2 separate regions of the Mus musculus genome follow, and region 1 is linked to region 2. A link is a contact called in public Hi-C data. All regions are on one chromosome and are shown on one strand. Each heading gives the region's core, a stretch centred on a gene start, on an enhancer-like site or on the middle of the called end of the contact. The rest is flanking DNA. Distances are from core to core; before and after follow the strand shown.

Region 1 (3,495 bases), core at 965-3,464, 540 kb before region 2:
AGAGATCAGTGGAGGTGGCTACTGACTTGTAACTTCCCATTTCGGACAGGTTTCCTTTGCTTCTTCTTGTCCCTGAGACATTCCCAGCAGATAGGTCAGCCAAACCTGCTTTCCACTGCCCCTGGCTAGGACCTACTCTCAGATCATTGGATCTCATGCAATTCTTGGTTAGGAGGTAGGAAATAAGACTGGATATGACTCATATTTCCACGTGTCCTGTTCAGAAGATCAAGGTGAATCTGAGAAGTATATGTGTGGGGTGACCTATTCTTCTTGTACCCCCTTCCAGCCCTGGTGCTTCTAGAAAGCACAGTTGTTAATCTGAGTATAAAAGTGGGATCAGAAGGAGACTCCCAACTCCCCCAGCATCCTTCACTTCCAACCTCCCAGCATCCTTCACTCCCAACTCCCCCAGCATCCTTTACTCCCAACCTCCCAGCATCCTTCACTCCCATTCCCACCCCCAGCATCCTTCACTCCAAGTGAGAAAACTGTCCTTCAGTGTCAAAAACCAGGAAGATTTGAGGACATAAAAATTTTACTTTTCTAAAGGGCAGGGCTTTCCAGTCCTTTGTTAGAAAGTGTGAATATTTCTGGTCAATTAATATAGTCATTATGGAGACCTCTATGGAGCCTCTTCAGTAAAATAGAAATAGATTCTCTGTATAACCCAGCGTTTCCACCCCTGGAAATATATCCAGGGGAAATGTAATCCGTCTGTGGAAGAGACACCTGTAAATCTATGATTATTGCTGCACTACCCACAACAGCCAGATTGCTTATTAACATGGGTGAATAACTAAACAAGTGGATAAAGAAATTGTGACTTTAGTGGAATACTATTTAGATTAGACATAGAAAGAATACAGCCCTGTCATTTGTGGCAAGATGGATGAAACTGGAAGGCATTGTGTTAAATAAAATAAGCCAGATGCAGAAAAAAAAAAGTGCTGTCTGCATTCTATATGCAACTTTGCCTTAGTGGTCAGAGGACCTGAGTTCAAATCCCCAGCACCCATGGAAATTATGGCAATTTTTTAAAGTCCAGCACATAAAATGTGAAAACAGAGAATCGTTGGAGTAATCCTGGCTAGCTAGACCAACTCTGGGCATGAGTGGAAAAACTGCCTCAAAATAAAATGTGATGAAGGGCATTGTTTGCTCTTGCAGAGGATCCGAGTTTGATTCCCAACACCTACATCAGGACGTTCACAGCACCTACGTCAGGAGTTCACAGCTACCTGTAACTCCAGCTCCAGGAGATCTGATGCCTGGGGCCTCCACTGGCATTGCAGGCATGTGCTCAACCCCCATACACACATACTCATAACTAAAAATAAAATATGTCTTAAACAAAAAGTGAAGAGTGATTGAGGAAGACACCTGATGCGCTCATGATGTGCATACACAGGTGCATGTGCACACATATGCACCTGTGCCCATATACACATGTTCCTGCACATATGTGAACATGTATGCTGTACACACTGCACCTATAAAATAGAATACAATTAAAACAAAAAAGAAAAGTCAAATTTTATAAATGGAGACAGGATTTGATCAGTGCCCACTGTAGCCCTGAGCAGGGACATCACACTGTAACATGCTATTAAAAAGGAAGGAAGGAAAAAAAAAAAAACAAAAAAAAACAAAAGAAAAAAAAAACGATTTAAAGAGCCGAGCAGGGTGGCGCACGCCTTTAATCCCAGCACTTGGGAGGCAGAGGCAGGCGGATTTCTGAGTTCGAGGCCAGCCTGGTCTACAAAGTGAGTTCCAGGACAGCCAGGGCTACACAGAGAAACCCTGTCTCGAAAAAACAAAAAAGGGGGGTGGGGAGAGAGGGAGGGAGGGAGGGAGGGAGGGAGGGAGGGAGAGAGAGAGAGAGAGAGAGAGAGAGAGAGAGAGAGAGAGAGAGAGAGAGAGAGAGAGAGAGAGAGAAACTTGAAGAGGAATTCCTGCAGTCAACATCACAGAATACTATCCACCCACCCACCTTACAATTCCCTGTTCTGTGTATATTTCAGAACCACAGAGATTTAGATGCCATGTGAAAGAGAGGAACCAGATGTGAAATATCCTGGCAGAGAGGGCTGTCTGGGCCACCTTTTGCTTTCGATAAGAGAGGAAATAGGGTGGACTATGAAGGATCAGGAAGCCGCTGATGGCCAGGTGTACCCTGCATTTCAGGAAACAACCAGCAGGTGGCGGAGAAGCATGGCTCCCTCCTGTGTCTGCAGAGAAGAGCAGAGCTGCGCAGCTGCAGGGGCTGCAGAGCTGTGCAGGGGAGCCTGGCTCGGGAGCCCAAGCAAGAAATGACCCGTGGGAGCTCCCGTCTTTCTTCTGTGCTCTTGAAGCCAACTTGTCCTGAACGCTGGCTTTCTGCCAAACCTCGTTCAGCTACGTGCAAGTGCACTCCTGGACTACGGGGGTTCCTAAGCCTCTCCCACCTTCCAGCTGACCTGTTTATTCCAGAACAGGTTCTTTCTGCTCACTTCCCTGATATGCAGAGTCCATCTTCCTTCTACCTTCATTAAAAATTCAAAATCAAACATTATAAAATAATGCCACTGCCTTCGGGAGGGTGCCTGCTGTGGCTTTTCTATTTATTTATTTTTCTTTCCTTTACACCTGATTTGTGAGATTGTTATAAAAAGGGCTCTGAGCCAGACCAACGACATCAAATAAATGCTAGCATGGGTAATCAAAATGCCTGAGTTCCCGAGGCACCCAGAGGTGCTGTCCTAGTTAGGGGTCTGTTAGGCACTCTTCAGGACGTTGTCACCCATGCTGGACAGCAGAACAATTGGCTGTGTTGTTACATCCTCAGATTGTCTCTAATTTTGTACATTCTGGGATTGCCCTGTCAGAAAGGATTCAGTCATTGTGCTTTGTTAGGGGCACGAGATGACACCAATATGATTTCCAACCCTAGTCTCACCTCTCCCTGCAAGTCTGCCCTACCCCTTCCTGTCACCTAATTAGCATGTACCCGCTCGAGAGGGGTTGGCGCCAGACTCGGGCTTACACCTGCGCTGATGTTGTTTATGATTATGACAACGGCACACCGGAAACCGGCGCCATCTTAGAGTTGGCTTCCTACGTGTGTGTGTGTGTGTGTGTGTGTGTGTGTGTGTGTGTGTGTGTAGGATAGTAGAACTTAGAACATTGCATGTACTAGGCAAGTGCTCTACCACCAAGCCACACCCTACTGGCCAGTGTTTGTCTCTCTCTGTCTGGCTTGCTGTCGTCTTTCATCTGATTGCACAAATTGCAACATTTCCTTTTTCTTATGGATGGGACTATTCCATCAGTGTAATACATAAAGTACATTTCATGTTTTCTCTTTTATTTCATATGTGTATGCATATATGTATAAGTGTGTGTAAGTGTGTATGCATATGTCTGTGTGTGTGTATGTGTGTGTATGTTTGTGTGTGTATTTGTGTGGTTGTGTGTGCATGTGTGACCCGTGGTACATATGTGAAAGTCAGGTGA
Region 2 (3,529 bases), core at 950-3,449:
GATGCTTCCTATGTCAGCCATGCTGCTCCTAGAGGCCCCTCCAGTGTCAGGCTGACTGTATGAGGTTGATATCTGAAGCAGTGAGAAGAAATGGGGAACTAGAACCTTTTCCCACCTTTCTCCTGCCGGATGAGTCTTCTGGCCATGAGCAAATGCAGCAGAGTGAGCTCCCTGAGGAGAAGTCCTGACATCAGAAAAAGCAGTTTGCAGTTCCCTGTGTCTGCAGGGGTTTGCTGACACTTCCGATTCAGCTTGGGCTCAGGGCTGCTGAGTACTCAGCTCCTGTCAGGAGGGAATCGTGCACACGAGCCACTAAGCTTGACGGGTTTTTTGGTTTAGTTGGTTTTCTTCCCAAAAGCAAGATAGTTTTTTTTCTTCTTTCTGTTTGGAGAAATGATGTGTTTATTATAAAAGGATTCAGGTAAACCAGAAAGAATAAAATGTAGAAATTGAATAGGATGTGGTGTGTGCCCTCTTCTAAGATATTTCAATTTTATTTCTTTATTCATGTATGATATAGAATATACACAAAGAGATGTGTTGAAAAGAAATATAGAACTCATAAAAGCACTTTGCATGTATGTTTACATGTTCTTGTATGTGTGCTGGTATGGGGGTGGGTATGTACACACATGAGTGAGAAAGTCAAGTGACTTTCTCAGTTCTAGTCCACATATTCTATGAGGTAGAATCTCTCAGTGAATCTGGAATTCATTAGTTCAGTGACACTAGCTGGCCAGTGAGCCTTTAGAACCCCCCTGCCTCTACTTCCCCAGCACTGGGCTTACAAGTGCATGTTGCATGTCACTTAGCTTTTTCACATAGGTGCTAGAGTCCAAGCTCAGGCTCCCTTACATTTTGGTGCAAGCCCTTTGCCAGTCTCCCTGTGAATCATCTCCCCCGCCAACATAAACAGACATAAAATTTGATTCTTCTGTGTGCAGGTACTTTTTCATTCCATGTACATGATATATCATAAAGTTTTATTTTGTTATTATTATTATTAGTGTGTGTGTGTCTACTGTAAGTGCATATGTATGTGAACTTATGGCCAGAGGACACTTCAGAAGTCATCTCCAGGAGGACTTCCACTCTTTGAGAAAGCTCTCTTGCTGATATGATGGTAATTAGACCAGATTGGCTGGCCATCAAGCCCCAGCAGTCCTCTGTTCAGCTCTGGGCTGACAAGCATATGCATCATGCCTGCCTGACCATTTAAATGGGACACAGAAAGACAATCATGTGAGCACACCCCACAAAGCAGGAAGAAAGGCTTTCTCCTGTGATGTAAGGTCTACCACAAACACACAGGCATGTGTATGAGTTTTAAATATAGTTCTGAGTGTTTCTTGAACAAGTATTCTCTTGTCTAGACAACATCTTTAAATATCTATAAACACTTGTGTTGTATGTGCTTCAGGTTCCTGTGATCACTGCCAGGCTATAGGAAATGACCCTCCGAATAAACTGTGCACATGCATGTAGTCAATTTCATAGGATAAAATTCAGCAAATGGACTTAATGATATAAAGATGTTGATCTGTATGTATGTGCATGTTTGTATATACACATTCATGTGTTTAGTGTACACATATGGGTGCACATATGCAAATATGGGTGTGCATAGAGGTAAAAGTCTGAGGTTGACAATTCTAGGTCTCTCTCCACTTTATTTATTGAGGGAGGAATGGCACCCAAGGTTGCTCTATGGCTTCCACACATATGAGCATGTAAACACACACACACACACACACACACAGAGAGAGAGAGAGAGAGAGAGAGAGAGAGAGAGAGAGAATAGTATTGTTTCATATTTTCCTGCCCCAGTCTTGTGTATGTAGGATCATATGTGTGGGCTAGTATGTGTGGGATCATATATGTGAATTATATGTGTGGGATCTTACATCTGGCCTTTTACATGTGGATTGTAGGTGTGGGCTCATGCCCTGTTAACCTTCCTATGGAAGGAGACCACAGCAGTGAGGCGAGAGGGACAATGTTTCTAGTGTCTCACCCAGGAATTCCCTGGCTGTTTAGCTTGAGATGAAGTGTCTGGGGTGACCTAAGTCTCGGGGTTCTGGAGCTCACTAATGCATGGATGAACAGTGGCTGAAAGCTGCATGGGTCCCAGCATGCACTGCTCAGCAGTACTCATTTTTTCCTCGATCTTCCTAGCAGGTTTATGCTTCATTTAGAACCGTCAATACCTCAATTAGAGCCTGCTCACTTCCCTTGGGAGGGACACTTACACATGTAGCTTCACAGGCCTCTGGAACCTAAGCCCCCCCTGAGAACACCAGGTCATAAAACATCTCCTCATTAACAGTGGCGTTTGCTGAGTAGCCCCACCTTCTGTCTTCCTCTCAGAGGCAACAATTGACAGACAGGAGGCATCAGAGCGATGCTCCTGGCTGGTCAGGTTCCTCTGAGAGGACACCAGATATATGCAGCTGGGCTTCTGGATTTACATGTAGTGCAAGGAAAAACATTGGTTTTAGGTGTGTGTGTGTGTGTGTGTGTGTGTGTGACACACAAGTTCCTCCTGGCATTTATTTAAAACCTAGGACACATCATCCATCCTGTGGTACGTTGCGTGCACTTTGGCATCGGAGCAGAATTCCCCTCTCCCCGTTTTGAATGAGGAAGGGAGAGACAGTGACTTCCTGTTCAGCAGGCTGTGCGCTCTGTTCCTTCCTCGGCTGTGTTGTCTTATCTGAAGACAGATCCAGGCTGTCTTGTGTCTCCACAGACACGCAGCCAAGGATCCTCTCATAAAACCTGTAAAATCTGGCAAGCTTGCAGAACTGTATGAGAACCTTGAGGTCCCTCAGCTTAAAAATACTGCTAAATAAGAAAGCTATAGCCATGTATTCATTTTCAAATACATGCTGCAAAAAAAAATGCACTTAGTCTTGTTTTTTGTATAAAATTTGGGAAGAAGACTTTATGATAATTCAGGTGAAAAGAATGAGGTAACATCCTGCCAACCTTGCAAGGGGACTCTGACAGCCACTTTCAGAAAGACTGCTGCTGTGGATTGACAGTGGAGACTATCTGAGGGAGATACCTGAGGGCAACCTCTGGCCTCTTCATGCAAGCTTATCCGCACACTTGTTCATGAACAAACACACAAATTGCACTACAGTTTTAAGCCTGCATGGTTCCTCTAAAGCCATCACCTATGTGTGGCTTTTTGTTTTTCCTTAGAGTCTGTGCTTGTCTGTCACAGAACAGTGTATAATAAAGGTGGGAAAAGCAACTGGGGACGTACATCTCAGCTGAAGGAACTACGGCTAAGATCACCCACTTTTCAGACTGGAAGGCTTCCCTGATGTCTGAGTGGTGGGGGCTGGGGGACATTAGCACTGTGCTCATTTGACGGATGAGACAGAGCAGGATCAGAGCATCACATAGGCTTGTGAGATGGAGGGAGCTTACATTCAGCTCCATTGCTGGTCTGATCGAGGCTTTGGCCTCCATGGTGGAGGGGAGAACAGGCCTAGGCAGTGACAGTTCTGCTTGAGAAAAT

Evidence for each region. Hi-C and Micro-C count contacts between places; a contact is called where the count stands out from the background.
Region 1: a Hi-C map of cerebral cortex shows a contact between it and region 2, with 3 times the contacts expected there. The contact joins two enhancer-like sites. A contact is called at or near these places in 1 of 15 datasets of contacts at CTCF or cohesin (pro-B cells), 3 of 484 Hi-C or Micro-C datasets (cerebral cortex, cortical neurons and embryonic stem cells) and 2 of 115 datasets of contacts at active chromatin or transcription factors (embryonic basal ganglia and forebrain).

The regions. Positions count from the first base shown.
Region 1 is chr16:97,271,185-97,274,679 of GRCm38.p6, reverse strand. No RefSeq gene overlaps it. Among named protein-coding and RNA genes, the nearest start is that of Bace2, 84 kb to the left of the region's middle. Within about 2 kb of position 2,214, at least 38 of the 459 cell types and tissues checked have an H3K27ac peak or open chromatin away from gene starts, as enhancers often do. A contact at or near this core is called in cerebral cortex, where this site is marked.
Region 2 is chr16:96,727,206-96,730,734 of GRCm38.p6, reverse strand. All of the region lies in intron 11 of Dscam (DS cell adhesion molecule), which reads left to right. Gm32509 (a long non-coding RNA gene) reads right to left here. Exons shown (of 3, transcript XR_385103.4): 2 at 116-381. Among named protein-coding and RNA genes, the nearest start is that of Gm32509, 10 kb to the right of the region's middle. Within about 2 kb of position 2,199, at least 16 of the 459 cell types and tissues checked have an H3K27ac peak or open chromatin away from gene starts, as enhancers often do. A contact at or near this core is called in cerebral cortex, where this site is marked.